Linked DNA regions of Mus musculus: region 2 is linked to region 1. A link is a contact called in public Micro-C data. All regions are on one chromosome and are shown on one strand. The core of a region is the stretch at or near the end of the contact, and the rest is flanking DNA. Distances in the headings are between cores, read along the strand shown.

Region 1 (4,954 bases), core at 103-2,602:
TACCACCCTCATCCTAAACAATTCTGACAAACTGCTCTTGGAGTCATCAGACTCAGATCATTCCTGCTTTAATTAAGATAAAGTGAGCTTTTAAAGTCAGAGTCCAGCCAGTTTTGGACTTTTTTTTCTTCTTCTTTTATTTAAGTATTCACTGGGGAAACACTCCAGATGGGACAGGCAGGAGTGAAGAGGAAAAGTGATCACCAGGTCCCAGAGTAGGGAGGATGCTATGAGGAATATTTAGCTAGGCAGGATAGGCTCTAAATTCCTCCTTGCCCTAATTGTTCCTCCCCCATCTCTGGTCTGATGTCCTTCCTCCCGCCATCTGTTTTCTTTATGGCATTTATCACTACCTGCCTCTGTGTTCATTTATTTATTTTATTTATTGCTTTTCCTTTGCCTGTTCGGTGAGTGCAAGGGCTTTGTCCTATTGACCGCTACATCCTCCGTCTCAGATCAATGTCAGGTATTTAGTGGGCACTTAAAAATTAGCTGCTAAAAAACGAATTACGGAAGACAACAATTGGTTGAATCTCTGTCATATGCTAGGCCCTGTCCTTGAGGATGCTACAAGGATGGTAGTGGAGATAGGCCCGAAAATAAACACACCATGGTTCCACTCCTGATGTTACTGAAGCATATCCAATGCGCTGCAGGATCCTCAGGGCTGGAAAACTCCCGGGGTGTGCAGGGCCCTGGGAAGACGTTCCTAGTATGCTAGGGAGCCAGGCGGATCTGCAGTATAAGCAGCTGGAGACTGACGACCCGGCTCCTCGCTTCCCTCGGCCTCTCAGCATCTTCTTTTTCCTGTCCGTTGGGACCTTCACCTCTCCTCGAGTGCGCGTTGCAGGATCTGGGCGCCGGCGGGGCGCTCACGTCGTGGGACCCCAGTACATCTTCTCCCACCTCCGGAGAGCCAATCCCGGGTTTTCCAGCTTGCTTGCCCACTACCTGCGAGACCTCCACCTGCAGGTTGAGCCCCAGCCGCGGGCCAGCGCCCAGGTCCTCGCCCCCTGCTTGCAAAACAGAGCGCAGCACCCCGCCCCGCCCCCTCCGCCTGCGGGACCCCAGCCCCGCCCCGCCCCCGCGGCCCGGCCGCTTCATTCCGGGGGGGCGGGCCGGGAGCTGCGCTGTCTGCAAGGCGGGGAGATCTAGGCTGGGAGGCGGAGCGGCTCCGACATCGACCAATCACCGCTGCGATCACATCCATGCAAATACGAGCACAATGGAGCAAGCCCATCACTCGCTCCTGCAAGCAAGCTTGAAACGGGCTTCTGTCTGATCGGCAGCCCACACGACCAATGAACCTGTGTTTTGGGCAGGCGAAACCCAATAGCGCGGCAGGGAAGGCGGGCCCAAGCTGGGTTAGGGTGTCCTTGCAGGGTGTCTGAGCTAAACTTCACCAAATAATAGCTGTTTGTATTTTGGCTGCTGCAGGAGCCATTTTAGGTAAGTTCTTCTCTTAACTTTTTATTTTCCTGCCTGGCCCCGACAAGCTGGGCTTGCCCGCGGGGACCCTGTCTCCGCCCCGCTGGCCGGGATGGGGCTGCCCTATGAATGGAGCGGGGCTGAGGGGCCGCGGCGGCGCGAGGCCCGGCCGGGCAGGGGTCCGAGCGCGGCCGCGGGCGTTCGGCCAGGCCGAGGGCCCCGAGGCCTGAGGCGAGGGGTTTGGCGTCCGCCCCTCCCGGCTGCCGCGCGCTCTGGCCGCCCGCCCTCCGTCCTTGGGAGAGCGCCACTGCGGGGCCACGCGCCCAGGCTTGGGGTCCTGCTTCAGACCCCAAGCGCGGGCCTTTGCGGCGGGGCGGGGCCTGCCAAGGCTTCCCAGGGGACCCCGGCGGCCCACGGCGCGTGAGGGCCACCCCCGCGCCCGCCAGCCGCTACCGCCCCCGCGGAGAAGTTGCTCCGCTCCGCGTCCTGCGTCTGTTTGCAGGGGTGGAGGAGGGTGGGCCGGTGCCAGGCTGCTGCTCCGGGAGGGGGCGGGGGCCCCGGCGCGTCCCCGGGTCGCGCGCCCCTCCGGCCGGCTCCTCACGCACTAACGCGCACTCGCCCCCGAAAATTTGAGCCCTCAAGACTCCAAGCCACCAAGCTACCCCGCTGCCAAGTTTGGTGCGTTATTAGATTGCATGTTAGAGCTTGCAAAGAAATTAGAGAGAGGGAATATGAAAAAAAAAAAAAGAAAAAAATCTGTTTCCTTCAGGGTATTTATTTCTCTTCTCTGTTGAGAAGTAACGGAGGAATGTCCTTCCTAAAATTTCCAGGGACCATGCCTGTCAGATGTGGAGAGGGGTTGGCAGCTCCTTGGGTTTTAAAACGAGGTTATTAGGAAATCCCCGCACTAGTGAGATAATTGAAATGTGAGTTTGTTTGCAGCTTCAGTTTTATTTGATCCAATTAAAAATGCATAAGCATGCACTTTATATTTGTGTACATAGAGTATTCCTAGTTTCAGTTATGACTAATATGACTGTGGTTTCACGAGTGTGGGATCTAATAAGGCAGTATAATTCAATTTTGAGCTCGTAGGCCCGTGTTCTCCAAATTAGGCTTTATAGACCATTAGTAATCTGGCCAAGGTTTCTAGAGAGTCTCTGGCATCTCTGAGCATCTTTCTCCGGGGCTTGTTTGTGCCTTTTTTGCCACCCCTCAAGAAACTGTTCATTTCTGCTGTAACAGATCCATGAACAGAGAAAATAGATATTTTAAATATTGACAGTTTTCAAGAGTGTCTGAAATATTTTGCCTAGGATTTGATTATTTCCCAAATGGTATATAAGAATACCATGCCAGTAGGCCCTCATATTGGCATACTCCATGGGGATCTGCTTATGGTGCTTTTGGAAAAGTCTGGACAGACACCATGCTTTCTTTCAGAGCTCTGAGTGCTTGACTTATTGTAAGGGAGTGAGCGGGTCTGTCTCATTCACTGTGGGTAGCACAGTAGTTTAGTTGGAAGCCAAGTTGGAAGATCAGGTTGGCAGCCTCTGAGAGAGTTTTTTGTGAACTTTGTGGTTCTCTGGCAACAGAAGGATTTGAGATGTGTGTATGATAAAATGATTAGGCATGAGTTGTCATGTAGCCTGGTTTATGCCAACCAGAGCAGGTGGTTTCACATAAGGGGTGTATCCATCCCTTTAACCAAGGGCCTGGGAAAATGTGAAGCGGTGTGACTTAATTTGGAGTTCCTTCTGTCCCAAGATTTCATAGATGGATTATTAATGTTTTGTATTTAAACTAACCCAAAGACTAGGAAGATGGCCTGTGTGGTAAAGTGTTTGCCATGTTAGCATTAAGACTCAAGTTTGTATCTCTAGCATCCACATTAAAAAATCAGGCATTATGGCTAACTCCTGTCATCTCTGGGGCTTGTGGGCCAGCCAGCCAACCTAGCTGAATTGGCAAACTCTAGAGTGAGAGACCTTGTCTCAAAAAATGTGGTAGTAAGATTGAGGAAGAAACATTTGACATTTGGCCTCCATGTGCACAGGCGCACTTACCCAAGCACACACAAAAAGCTAACCTGTACATATCCCTACCCTCACTCTGTTGTTTGGGAATCTCTGCTTATAGTAAGTAGTTTGAAGTGGTTTTTTTTTTGTGTGTGTATGTAGTCTGTCTTGGTGAAATGACATTGGTTTTGTGGTCTCCGATGTTGCAGTTTCTCTGGAGTCACGATCTTTATTTTTTGTTTTCTTTTCTTTTCCCCCCTTTCTACCACAACTTTCAAGTATCTTTATAATTATTTTTATAGTGGTGTAATAGGAGGCCCCTGACTCTTCTCAGTATATGACTTCAGGCTAGAAGTTGAAAAACCAGTTAGAAGTGGAGTGAGAGAACCAGAGTTAGGCCTTCCATTTCAGGAAGATCTGCAGGAGATTTCTTTGTATTTATCAGTATACTTTCCTTGTAACTGTCTCAAATAGCAAAGAATATTTAGCAGGGCTGTATCTCTTTAGGAACCACATTAAATTTGTGATTTTTTTTTTCCAGCTGAATATCGCAGAAGGTTAATCAGAAACAGTATGTCCTGAGACCACTATATTTTGAAGATTCTTTGGTTTAAATTTAAAAAATATTTTTGGTTTTCTGGAAGCATGGCTTAATCCCAACCGAGTTTGTGATCATTTTCTCTTGTGTTAAAACCATGGAGCGGGGTCCTGTCCTGTCATTGCATGTGCCCTCCAACTTATGTGGGAAGTCTGTTGGGAAAGACCAGTGGGTCTACATGTGCCCTTTGAATAGGTTATTGGATTCAGTCTCTCCCTGCAGAAATACCTTTGCTACAGGACAGAGATGGTATCCACATCCAATGAAGAAACTGCTTTCTTTAGTCCCTTTTCCCCAGTGGTTGTACTGCTTATTGCAAAGCCTGCAATAGTTTGGTTCTTAATAAATACTTATGTTTCTTCTACTTCCATCCCTCATAAAAGCTGTGATTTAGTTTGAGTAAAAAGCTACAGTGGATTTCCTGGGGTTGCCTGCATTTTCCTATACCAGATTATTATACTGCGGACTCCAAAATACATAAAGTAATAGTTAGGGTTTGGTGTCTGTTCCTTAAGGAATATTTTATTTGCAGTGGAATGTGAGACACTTGAGACAAGCAGCAGAGAACCAGCACTGATTGGAGAGATACCCGGTGTGCATCTAGCACTCAGCTAAGGACAGGGGCCATGGGTGTAAATGCCTTTGCTTTCTAACCATTTCATGAAGCTGGGCAGCAGCTCACTGGGATGAAGTATCATGTTCAAGGCCACCAACTCTGGGTAGAATTTGAACCCAGATCCAAAGTAATTCCTTTGGATCCAAAGATGACTTCAGAAGCTTGAGTGTACCGTCTTGTTTTAGTCGTATGGTGCGAGGTCAACAACCATGCCTTTCTAAGTCTGCATCAGGCTTGCTTTTCCATTTCAAGAATCTATCACCGAAAGGGGGACATACAGCGAGGGCACGGCTT
Region 2 (4,706 bases), core at 991-3,490, 230 kb before region 1:
CTTCAACAAGAACCCACTGGTCCTGCTGAGAGCAGACAGAGCTGGTCCCTGCCCACACGGTTGAATGTGGGGAAGGCCAACCCTGAAAGCTTATGCAAATAGGACTGAGGGTGGAGCCTAAAGTGGACTGGCCAAGGCAACAAGTGAGCCAAACAACAGGAAGAAGCAAGTGGAAGAGATACAGGAGGACCGGAGTCATACTAGCGGCAGTGAAGGCAGGAGGCCAGAGCATCATACTGAGCCAGGGCTTCTGGAATCCACTCAAGACGCTAAGTGTGGCAGGAGATGAAGCTGTAAGAGATGCTGGGGCCAGCCCTCAGAGAGCCTTGCCAGCCAAGCAAGAGAGCCTGAGTTGATTCCAGAGCTGATAGAATGTCGCCAAGGGACACTTTACAGGGAAGGGGGCAATTGCCCCAGTTCAGGAGGAGCTGAGAGAAAGGATTTAGGTCACCCACATGCAACTGGTGAGCCCGTCCAACGGTGCATAGAATTGGGATATTTGTTGGCAGGCCCCAGTTCCCACCTCTATACCTTTTTAATAGGCCACTTCTAGTCTTTGAGTTTAAGGGCCTCTGAACCAGACAAAGCAATCCATATAAAAGGGCTAGCCAGCATGCCATGTGGCTCCTAAAGCTGGGCTTTATACTCATATGCTTTGGTCTATTCTTAAGGGAACCATCGAGAGAGACATTGAAGATTAAACTCTCAGGCCTCCCAGCACAGGACAGACTTCCCCAGCAAAGTCCTGTTCCCTCTCCAGTCCTAGCATGGTGACCAGTGCACTATCCCATATGCAGAGCTCTCACCCGTGTATGCCTATCGATCCAATCAGTTTAGGGAGAGAGGGAATAGAGGGCAGAATTTAAGGATGGTAGAACAGACCCATGCCACTCCCAAACTCTGCCGCGTACCGGCCATGTATTCAGGAAAGTTGCTATGCTTCTTAGACTCAAGTTTGAAGTTACCAGTTCATTGTGATTTGCCTGAAACTTTCTGGGGTTTAGCACTGACAGTCCTGTGTCTCAGTAGACATTTCACACCTGGTCCGTTGGGAACTGACTGGTCACCATGCACGGGTTTGGTTACTTCATGTGTAAAAATCTGTGTCACCATATGCCTTGATGCCACCGTGAGGATTTCAGATTGGCGGAGTCTTCCACTGCATCAGAAACATAGCACATGGTTCAAAAATATGTTTATGCAAATTCCCCGATTTGTAATCTGTCGCTCAGGATTCCCCCTCCAGGGTGGGGATCAAAGCATCACTATAGTTCATCTGATTGGGGTGCAGCTCAGCTCGCCCGACCCATCTCAAGTGAGTTTTCTCTTGTTCCCCAACACTTCTACATAGGAAGCAGGCAGAAAGCGGGTGCTTACTTGACAGATGGAGAAACATCTGCCCAGGCCCTGTGGGCAAGGAAACTGTGACCCACGCTTCACCTGCCTCTAGAGGAGCAATGGATGATAGCACCATTAGACAGTAGCATTAACCAGGTGACATTTCACTGCTGGGGTGTCCTGTGCATCCCTATTAACTAAGTTGTTTCTTTTCTCCATAGAGTTACAGATTTGTTTCCTGAAGACAAGCTCAGATTTAAGCAGAAGTGACTTCATAAGAGGATAGTTAAGGCCAGCAGCTGGGTAACTGCCACCCTTACTTCTCCCATGGGGTCTGGATGTAGACTTAGTACACTTGTTTACCCCTCCTTAAAGCTGGAGCTTTGTGCCCCATTTAGTTATCGAGCTTTGGCCCAGATCCCAGGATAAAAGGGGGTGGGGTGACAGAAAAGTTTTATACAGACTTAGCAACCTGGCTTCCAGGTTGCTACCACTCAACTAGCCCTGGGTAACCTAAGGACTCAGCTGCAGAGCAACACTTGCACCCATGGCAACCGCCTCTAGGTCCACGGCACTCTCCCTTTCACTGGCCCACAGCACCCTGGAAACCACACCTCAGAGGAACTCGATCAATTCTTGTTAACACTCGCCCAAGACAAGCAGCTTTGAAAAAAGCTGTTTTAGGCAACAGGATCAGCCTTTTGCTGTCGTTCATTAAGGGCTTAGCAGCTCCGTATCGATTTCCTTGCAGCTGCCTCTAAACCTTAATTCCAGGAGCAGAAAAACAAGGCTTTGTCTGCGACATTTCCTGTCCAAGTGGCGGGTAACAACCATTCCTAGGACGCTGATTTCCCTGGTGGTGCTGCAAACCACAGGATGCAGGGATGCCAGCAGCAAGTCCTTTGTCTACTCCAGAGAGTGATTTCTGTAGCTGCAGGAGGCCCCTTCCAACGGGAGATGCGGCCCCACCTCCATCCGCAGCCAGCATTGTCTTCAAACCCCAGCTGTTGAAAATCCAATAACCACCACCCCCCCTTATCCTCCCACAGATTCGCAGCCACAGGATTCATGAAGGCACCACCTTTTGTTCATATTATGTGTGTTGCTGCTTCCTTCTAGAAGTTAATTCTTAGCATTGGACAGGCCCTCATCCAACAATTTCCTTTTCCAAGAGTCTGAAATGTTAATCTCTTCTACAATATCCCCACCAAGTGGCCGTTCTGTCTTTGCTTGAACACCTCTAAGGACAAGAAACTCATCCCTCCCACTCCTAGCCCCGCCCTAGAGGGAATCAACTGCAGCTCAGGAAATGCTGGAAGAAAACTTCACAGTAAAATAAAATCAGAATCTAACTTCCTGAATACCAGTCTCCCTAGTAGGCTCCCAGCACACTGAAACCCCTGATAGTTCCATTTCTTCTTCAACATCTCCCAGCAAGTAAGGCCAAGGGTTCCGTTGAGCGCTACTGAAGAGCACATTAGCTAATACATTGTAAGTGCCCAGTGTTTCTTCAGTGAAAAAAAGAGACTGTATAAACCTCGCTGAACAGGACAATGCACTGTACTAGAGCATGTCAGATGGGAACAAATGCTGGTGTTAAGCAGTAGTGTGAGTAGTAATCGTTTATCTGTTTTTGCTCCCATCACATTCTAATCTCATGGATCTGAATAACATACATCATACTAGCTCCAGGTATGTCTGAAAGAATACTTAACTCAAGCTCTATAAAAAAAACATTCAGGGGCTGGCTGCTGTGAAATGGATGTTTCAAACAGCAGAGGTATCCCAGACATGGAGCTACGGGATGTGGTGTTTTGCCCTGCTGGGTTTCTCACATTGGCGCAATATTTCTTCATTTTGCCTCCATTGCTCCCTGTTGAAAAGGAAAATATACATTCTGTGTTATTGTTCGGTGAAAAGATGTAATTTGTTTTTGGTTTTACAGGAGGTTATAGTTGAGAGATCGCCTTGAGTCTCAGAAGAGACTTTGGACTTTTGAACAGTATTGAGGCTGAGGGGACTTTCTGAAATTGAACTCAATGCATTTTGCATTATGATATGAGCTTCTGGGGACCAGGAAGTAAAACTTGATGATTTGAGTGAGAAATGCCCCCCACAGACTCATGTAGTTCGAAACCTGATCCCTAATTGGTGGTACTGTTTGCGGAAGACACGGAACCTTCAGGAGTAGAACCTTGCTAGAGGAAGTACACCACTCAGGACAGGCTTTGAGCATGCACAGCCTCCTCTTCCTTACAGTCCACATCCTGTGCTTTGTGTCTGTGTTGGAGGATGTGGTCCCTGAGATTCTGTCCCTACGGCCACAACTCCCACCACTGATGAACCCTTATCCCTCTGGAGCCACAAGCCAACATAAACTCTTTCTTCCATGAGGCATTTTTGGTCATGGTGTTTTGTCACAGCAACAACAGTAAGTGCTACAAAGGGTAAGAGCTGAAGTATTCATGCCATCAAGGGGGTGGGGGTCAGTCACGGTCAGAAGAGAAATCACACCAGCAAATAGCTGAAGAGCATGGAGAAAAAGACTCATCCTGGGGTTTCCGGTGCCTCGTGTCTAAATTATGGTGGCAATGGTGATTCTCACCCCATAGGATGAGGGTTGAGTGCAGGTACTTGAGATAAGGAGCAGCTCTTGCTAGTCTTTATGCTCTGTGCTTCTCCAACGGCATCTGCCAAGAATAGGTAGGTGATGGTTTTTCCCTGCCAGACTTTATCACCCAGGGACTGGAGCAGATGCACAGCATCTGTGTGGGTGGAGAAAAGGCATCCATGGAGGACCCTCCACTGTGTACTGTGTGCTCTCCGTATGTCTTAACCAAAACAAACGAGTTTGTATCCCTGCAATAGAATAGGTATATCCGTGAGAGTTTTCTCTTATCTTTATCATGAGATTATCATCCCTACTCGTCCCATTTTGCAGACCAAGAAGCTGAGGCTCAGAGAGGGTCAGTAGCTTCCCAAGGGTACCCAGCGAATCAGGGACAGGTCTAGGATCTAATCCTTAGAGTTGCCTTCTCCAGATCCTGTGTTGGCTCCGCTATTCTGGGCTTTGTAAAAAGTCAGGCAGCCTTTACATTACAGAGGAGATAAGATCTGACAAGGTAGGTCCCCCTGCCCTCAGAGCTGCAGATTTCTCAGAGATGAAGCTCCTGGCAGATAGTTCTCTCTGCAGCTGGAAAGCAGTGAAGGAAACAGTGCCCATGCCAGTGGATCTTGAGACTCGGTGACCCAAGTGGTAATAGCAACGATTAATAAATAGTACTGGTGGAGCAAGGCCCAGGCTGACAAGAGTGTCCAGACCTGATTCAGAAGTACAGCACAGGACTGTCACTCTAAGAATGCATGCT

Evidence for each region. Hi-C and Micro-C count contacts between places; a contact is called where the count stands out from the background.
Region 2: a Micro-C map of embryonic stem cells shows a contact between it and region 1, with 2.6 times the contacts expected there. The contact joins the enhancer-like site here to the promoter of Chd6 in region 1. A contact is called at or near these places in 4 of 484 Hi-C or Micro-C datasets (the N1E-115 cell line, embryonic stem cells and myocytes).

What each region holds. Positions count from the first base shown.
Region 1 is chr2:161,105,484-161,110,437 of GRCm38.p6, reverse strand. Chd6 (chromodomain helicase DNA binding protein 6) reads left to right here and starts at 1,352. Exons shown (of 37, transcript NM_173368.3): 1 at 1,352-1,449.
Region 2 is chr2:161,336,990-161,341,695 of GRCm38.p6, reverse strand. No RefSeq gene overlaps it. Among named protein-coding and RNA genes, the nearest start is that of Gm35374, 52 kb to the left of the region's middle. Within about 2 kb of position 2,240, at least 52 of the 459 cell types and tissues checked have an H3K27ac peak or open chromatin away from gene starts, as enhancers often do. A contact at or near this core is called in the N1E-115 cell line and embryonic stem cells, where this site is marked.